2 separate regions of the Hordeum vulgare genome follow, and region 2 is linked to region 1. Evidence: chromatin contacts called from public Hi-C data. All regions are on one chromosome and are shown on one strand. Each heading gives the region's core, a stretch centred on a gene start, on an enhancer-like site or on the middle of the called end of the contact. The rest is flanking DNA. Distances are from core to core; before and after follow the strand shown. Region 1 has its middle 37 kb from the start of LOC123450298. Region 2 holds the start of LOC123447947 (ABC transporter G family member 25).

Region 1 (3,776 bases), core at 771-3,270:
TTATCCGCGTCGATCCAAAAAAAGACGACGGATGAAATGGATCACCCCATTAAAATTTACTTTTACAGCTACATCGGATCTCGTGGACAAACAAGAAAGTTCTGACAGTCCGGACTACAAACTCGATCGATAACTACAAGTGCGGGTCCTATTCCCTGCCTTGGTCAACAAATATGGACCAGCCAACTGAGCGTGGCTCGGATGGTCAGGTTTATTGTGGTAGAAACAACCTATCATTGTTCAAGTTTAATAATTTGATATTGATGGTTTCATTTTTTTAGAATTATTAGGAAATGTGTCCGTGTGTTGCAACATGGAAATTGTTTACCACACGCTTGTAGTCCAACGCGGAAATGACACATAAGCAAAATTCAGTATCATCATTTCCCTCCTCTATTTCAATATGGTACCCATGTGGTGGTCCTACGATGGACCATTTTTTTGGTCTGCTTTCAAATTAGTGACCCAAATATGCGAGAACATCTCATTAAGAAATTTTAACCTTTGTATAATCAAATAATTGAAAACATAAACTTTTTCTTCCCATTAAAATGATGATTATTTTTAACCTCAGACCTTGTTGTCTGCCTCAACTCAGGACAAAGAACAACAAATATAATTTGCATAGTTAGAAGAGCATCCATAATATAAAAAATTAAGATGTAAAAGTAACCTACCACGTTCAGGGGCTTCGGCCAGTTGTGTGTATAAATTTGAAGATGCAAGCGTTAAAGATGGAAGACCGTAGATTCATGAATTGAGCCATTGAATACACTATTTAACAGCAATAGCCTAATATTTGCCTGCACCATTATCTAGTAAAAAGAACAATATGCTAGTAGTATCTCATTAGAAAGTTTTGGGACTTATTTCAAAACTTTTAGACTTGAACCATGTGCTATAATTTTGTCTCTTAACAAACTCTTGTTTGTATCTAAAATGCAGCTACAGAAATAATCTACCACACTAATTAAAAACTCAAATTAGAGAACATAATTAGAAAAGAGCTTCTACCAAAATTGTATACCCATTTAACAAAGCAAACTGGCAAACCTGCAAATGTGTCATACAATTTAGGAGCAATCAACGTAGGGAATGCATATGAGTTTATTCTAGAAAACACATATCTCCTCTTAGGCATAAAAACAGACACATCTTGGGCAGAACTGCAGCACAACTCAAGTACTAACATTGAACAAAATAATTTCTCTTTGATCTTCAGATCACAAGCCGCAAGAGTAGCTTTGGTACGAAATACATTTTTTTTTACTGGAATGCTTCAGTAAGAAATCAACCAGGAAGAGAAATTGAGGTGGTAAAACACATGACGATATGTGCAAGTACAACACACGTGTAGGCAAAATTTCCAAACACACACCTGCAGGCGCTTCACTCGTGTATAGAAAGCTCATAATTATTTGCCCGTGTTGGAAGGCAAGCGCTAATGGCCATGTCAAGACAGAGGAACGGGAAGATGGGAACGACGCTAGAAGGTAGTAGAAGCTAGGAAGCACGGGGAAGGTGCCCAATCGCTAGCCGGCAACGGCGCTCGGCCGTGTTGGATACTGCGCGGAGAGGCAGAGAACTCACGGCCACCCGGACATCACACTGGTGACGGGAGGTTGCTGCGGCGGTAGAGCACGAAGAAGATGCACAGAAGGACGGGGCCGCAACCCTCTTGCTGACCAGCGATAGCCCAGTACGACAGGGGATCCGGAGTGGCAGCGCTCAGCCGGCGGGCAGACCTGATAGGTGGATCATGTTCGCTGGAGTGGTGGATCCCATCGCACCCGTGCTGTGGAGGCCGGAATTCCGAGGCGCAAAGGATGACGAGCAGGGTTGCGGCATAGTGGGCTGAGCTCCGGCCTCGCCGCGCGGACGGCGACTGATGTTGTGGTGCAGGTTTGGTGGAGAAAAGGGATCGAATGTTGATGACCTAGTTGGCGTTGTCCTGGGCCATTCTTGCAGTTGGCCTCGACGCAGGCGAGGCCCAGATCTCACGGCTGCACAAGACAGGAGGATGATGGGGTTAGTCGCTGTCGGCCTAGGCATGGCTCTTCTGTCCTGAGAGATCGTGGCAGCCGGCCCGCCATCCTGTTCGCGCCGATTCAACGAGATGCCCCAAACATTTTGGGCCAGCCCAACAATATGGATTAAGCTTTCGCTTTTGGAAAGGCACTAGAACTTTGTCGGACTGTATATATACCTTTGTTTTTTCTTTTAATTTTTCATTTCTATTCTTTTTTTTATTCTCAATCCACAAACATTTATTTGAATCCTGAATATTGTTTGTTCCTTAAATTTTAAAAAATGCTCATCGAATTCAGCATGTGCTCTCCAAATTTGTTTAACATGCATTAATATATTCATAAAAACAACAATCTTCATCATTTCTTAAAAGATGTTCATGAATTTCAACAAACTTATTCATCCAATTCAAATTTGAAAGTTTGAACTTTTTTGAATTCAGGCACAATTTTTTTAAATCCTGTGAACACTTTTTCAATTTACGGAACATCTTTTTCAAATTTGGGTACATTTTCTAAAGCCAAGAACATTTTTTTAACTCATGAACAGATTATGAATTCATGAGATTTTTATTTAATTCATGAAGATTTTCAAATTCAATTTTATACGAAATCCTGAAACATTTTTAATGAAGCAAGAAAACAAAAAAAAGGAAAAATAACAAGGGGCACCCTGCCCCCGGGCTGCCCCCAAAGTCACAGCTGAAGCGAGCGTGGTTGTATGCAGTGGCGTACCCTGAAATTGAGGTTCGCCAGGGCGCTGGATGATGATGGAGCTTCATTGTGCTGCGTCGAAGGCCGCTAGGCACGGGAGATACCCTTCTCCATCGTCGGAGAGCCAGTGCACAGCCGCCCCGATGGTGGATCCGCCACTCGGTGTATGTTACCTGGCTTGCGATCATGTGAGTTGGGAAATAGAAGCTTCCTACTGCAAGTACGCACAACCTCCCTCCAAGAAAAGTACTCTTTCTATAAACTAATAGAAAAATATTTAGATTATTACTTTTGTGGTCTAAACGTTATTATATTAGTTTACGGAGGGAGTACTTGACAAACCTTTTAAAGATTTTTTTCATGTAACCCTTGCTAACATATATTATTATTAATTAAATATTATGGGCTCACTAAATGTTTTTTTAAATATTGCATTTTTTATTATTTTAAAAAATATTGCACAAAATTCAGATTTTTCAAAACTAATACGGCCTCGGCTTAGGCGTGGCCGATTGGAACCTATCGGCCTAGCCAAGACCAATAAGTCCCAATCGGCCTTGGTTAGGCCGATAGGCGTGTGAGCCTGGCTTCCAGGACCTTATTGGCCTTGGCGAAGCCAATAAGCTCATGTCGGCCTTGGCTAGGCCAATAAGTCGCTATCAGCCTTGGCTTAGGTCAATAAGGACTAATTGGTGTTGGCTAGGCCAATAGGTGCATGAGATTTTTTTTGCATGTGAGCTATATTCCAGGCTCCATTTCCCGCCAATTTATCCCCCATACTTTCCCGCCAAAATTGGCGGGAAATGGCGACGAAAAAAGAAGAAGATTCGAAGCAATCCGATGAATCGGCTATGGCGACGACGTTTCACCTTGTTTCTGACGACGGCGACGGGGGGCGAACAGACTCGACGTCGGGCAGAAGGGCGGAGATGACCAAGGAAGGCAATGAGGTAGCGGCGATGCCGGCGGGCGGTACGATTACCAGGAGGTGCGTCGGCAGCGAGGCAGTGTCAGTGGCAGAGGCAGTCGGAATGT
Region 2 (3,776 bases), core at 442-2,941, 620 kb after region 1:
GGGATCCGAGTCTTCCACCTGCCCGTTCTCATATGCACATCCTCCTCCTTCATATTCGTCGTGGATAATGTCGAGGATCTCACGGTTCGGGTCGTCGTATGTCGGGTCTCCCAGTCTAGGCATTGTAGCAAAGAGAATGCAGGAACCCATCTGCTCCTCATTCGTCGTTCGAGCCGAGACAAGCTGCCGCGAAGAACACTCGGAGAAGAGCGACACCGCATTTATGTCAATACTGTAAGGCACCGACGGTTCCGAGCTTCTTGGCAGTATAGCAGTACAGAGGCTTGTAATGCTCCGGCCACTGCCTCGTATGTACTATGGGCGCTCCCGTCTAAACACCGCGGCCTCCGTTGTTACGCCCACCACAACCACCACACCCACCACGCCCACCAACATCCATAAGCTTCTTGAGCTTCTCCTTGTTTGTGGCCTTCGCTTTGACGCGACGAGTTTGCCGCGTACCAAGCTGATCTTTCGGGCGGGCAGGATGCTCGGATCCTTTGACACCTCTGTCACCTCCATCTCTGGTAGGTTCTTCTTCGATTCCAAGCGTCGGCGGCATAAGAAAGAAGAGGTGGATGAAAAGGGTGGGAATTGGATGAAGAGCAGCGAAGATGGAAGAAGGGAGTGGGGGTTTTGGGGTTGAGATCCTCTGCAGTACCGTATGATGCTGTAGTGCGGATGACATATGGGGCCAGGTCCCACATGACAGTGACCTTACTGTACCATACAGTACTTCAGAGGATCCTAACCCGGGGTTTTGGCACGGAAATAGTACAGGTTGCTACAAAAGTGTGGGCTCTCCTTTTTGGTGGGAGGGGGGGGGGTCGGAGTCCGACCTTCCTCGTGTGTGGACTCCCGCAAAATCCTCCCATATTTCGTTCAAGTTTGCGAAGAAATTATGCTCCGCACCACCCAACGTACAGATACAGAAGTGTGTAGAATGATTTTCACGGTTATTCTCATAAAATGTGAGCAATTTGAGGGTCGGTATTGGAGATGCCCTAACACCGTCCGTCTGCGGCAAAATATGCAACTACCAAATTGTCAAAATGGACTAACAAAACCAGACTCTGAAAATAAAATATGCAACTACCAAGCATTGCATTTCTAGACCTAACTGCGCACAATGATGTGTGTAGAATTGCGCTTGACGATGCCCAACGGCTCACTTGACTGAGAAACAGCAATTTGACAAGCGAAGATATCGGGAAAAGTCAAGAGCCACTTTGTAAAATCAGCGGCGCGGCTTAGTTAATACTCGTACTAACCGCCCCGGCACAGTAGGAGGTCCGGGCAGGGGTGTGTGTGATGCCTGTGGTGGGGCGCGCACACACGCACAGGCGCGCTCTGCTGATGCCACCTCGCGCACCAAAGCCCACCATCTTCTCGCGCGCTTTTCTCTCCTCCCTTGCTTGGATTCCCTGAACCAAACAGCCAGCAGCAACTTGTGCTCTGCTCGCTCTCTTCCCTTCCACGGCGACCCCACCGGAGCGGCGCCGGTCCAACCATAAAGGAGGGGAGGGGAGGGGGGGGCATGGGGTGCCGCGCGCCAAAAGCAGCAGCACACCACCGCCGGCGGGCCCGCCGCTCCACTCGCCGTGCCCCTCCCGCCACGTGCCGCGTCCCCTGCGCCGGTGACGTGGCCCTCACCACCTCCATGTCCATGTGCCATAGCCTCCTCCCCCTTTATATACCCCTCCAACCTCCCACACCCCCTTCGATCTTCTCATACTCCATCCATCACCACCACCACCATCCCGCTAGGCTCGATCAAGCTCGCGCCAACCACCACTCGCTCGTCTCGCCGTCAGATTTCCACTCCCTCTTTGCCGCCAGCTGGTCTCATACCGCCGATCGTCTGGCGAGTAGCATATCGGAGCAGAATTAAGTTCGAGCAGCGATCGCGATGCCTCCCAACGGGCAGAGCGTGCATGGCGGGGGCGGCCTAGTCTCACCCGCTACGGCCGCGCCGGCGCCGCCGTCCAAGATGGATTGCTTCTTGACGTCCGTCTGCACGCCGCTGAATCTCCAGGTACGTACTGTTACTGTAGTACGCACGGAGCTGCATGCATGGCCGATTGTGCACGGCTTGAGCTTTGGGTCGCCGACTTGTTTATGACGTTGGGCGTGCGCTTGGCTTGATGGTGTGTTGCAGTTCATCGACGTGGCGTACCGCGTCAAGGTGGAGAGGACGGCGAAGGAGCCGCCGGGAAGGATATCGCACTCCGGTGGTGGTGGTGGTGGCGGTGCCGCCGGCGGCCTGTCGGCCTCTGTTGAGGAGAGGACGATACTCAAGGGGATCACCGGCGAGGCGCGACCCGGCGAGGTTCTGGCCGTGCTAGGCCCGTCCGGCAGCGGGAAGTCGACGCTCCTGTCCATCCTGGGTGGCCGCCTCGCCGGCCGCTACTCCGGCACGGTCCTAACCGGCGGCCGCGCCCCGTGCCGCGCCGTGCAGCGCCGCACGGGGTTCGTCGCCCAGGACGACATCCTCCACCCGCACCTGACCGTGCGCGAGACCCTCGCCTTCTGCGCCATGCTGCGCCTCCCCACGTCCGCCCCGACCTCCGCCAAGCTCGCCGCCGCGGACGCCGTGATCGCGGAGCTGGGCCTCGGCACCTGCGCGGACACGATCGTGGGCAACGCGTTCGTGCGCGGCGTGTCCGGCGGCGAGCGGAAGCGCGTGAGCATCGGGCACGAGCTGCTGGTGAACCCGAGCCTGCTGGTCCTGGACGAGCCCACCTCCGGGCTGGACTCCACGGCGGCGTCCCGGCTGGTGGCCACGCTGTCGGCGCTGGCGCGCAAGGGGCGCACGGTGGTGCTATCCGTGCACCAGCCGTCCAGCCGCGTGTACCGGGCCTTCGACTCCGTGCTGCTGCTCTCCGAGGGCAGCTGCATGTACCACGGGCCCGGCCGCGACGCCATGGACTACTTCGCCTCCGTCGGCTTCGCGCCGGGCTTCCACGTCAACCCGGCCGACTTCATGCTCGACCTCGCGAATGGTGAGTAGTATACTTGTTGTTAGTTGTTACTACACACGCAATCAAACCCTTCTTTTCTTTCCATGAAACTATGTTACTAGACGATCGATAGAGTTACAACTTACTACAAGAGATGCTTCCTTCCAAGATGAGCACGAACAGAAATCTGGATTCACCAAAGCGTTAGACAATCTAGCTAGAGGGAGAAACGTCCTGAAAGCAAGCTTAGGCAGCAGGGGGGAATAGTACGTACTGCACTAGATGTTTATGTTCCCCTTTTAGCATCGCGGGTGACTAGATTTTTGGATTAGGGATGATGACATTGGAGACGAGCAAAACAAATCCGGTAGGCGAGTGTGGAGTGCACCCAACTAAAAAGATCGGGAGAGAGAGAAGGTGCGCAAACAAAAGAGCGGTGCGAGTGCCCTAGATTAGATAGCTAGCAGTAGCACTAGTGGTGTTTTATCTTACTAGCTTTCGCGCAAAGCACTTTAATTATGGCTGAATAATCGCACCCACCGGACACGTGTCACGGAGGTCCCGATCGGTGGGACGCTGCTAGTGGGGCTGCACAGCACATCATAATATTGGATCGATCATTAGGTCCTCAAAAAAGAGTGGAAATATTGTTGGATCGATCGATAGCTACACGCTCCAATGCGTTCCCCCTACTCTACTTCTCCAGTCTAGTCAAGAAGGAAAGAGCTCTCATCGGCAATCTGCCCGCATATTTGGCGACCGGGCTTACCGTTTCACGGGTGATTTGACCACCTACGCGCTTGTCTTTTACTCCTA

Evidence for each region. Hi-C and Micro-C count contacts between places; a contact is called where the count stands out from the background.
Region 2: a Hi-C map of leaf shows a contact between it and region 1, with 3 times the contacts expected there. The contact joins the promoter of LOC123447947 here to the enhancer-like site in region 1. A contact is called at or near these places in 2 of 6 Hi-C or Micro-C datasets (leaf and seedling) and 1 of 1 datasets of contacts at active chromatin or transcription factors (embryo).

The regions. Positions count from the first base shown.
Region 1 is chr4H:82,107,776-82,111,551 of MorexV3_pseudomolecules_assembly, forward strand. No RefSeq gene overlaps it. Among protein-coding and RNA genes, the nearest start is that of LOC123450298, 37 kb to the left of the region's middle. Within about 2 kb of position 2,021, at least 3 of the 3 cell types and tissues checked have open chromatin away from gene starts, as enhancers often do. A contact at or near this core is called in leaf and seedling, where this site is marked.
Region 2 is chr4H:82,730,248-82,734,023 of MorexV3_pseudomolecules_assembly, forward strand. LOC123447947 (ABC transporter G family member 25) reads left to right here and starts at 1,692. Exons shown (of 3, transcript XM_045124689.1): 1 at 1,692-2,035; 2 at 2,159-3,002. The coding sequence starts at 1,910.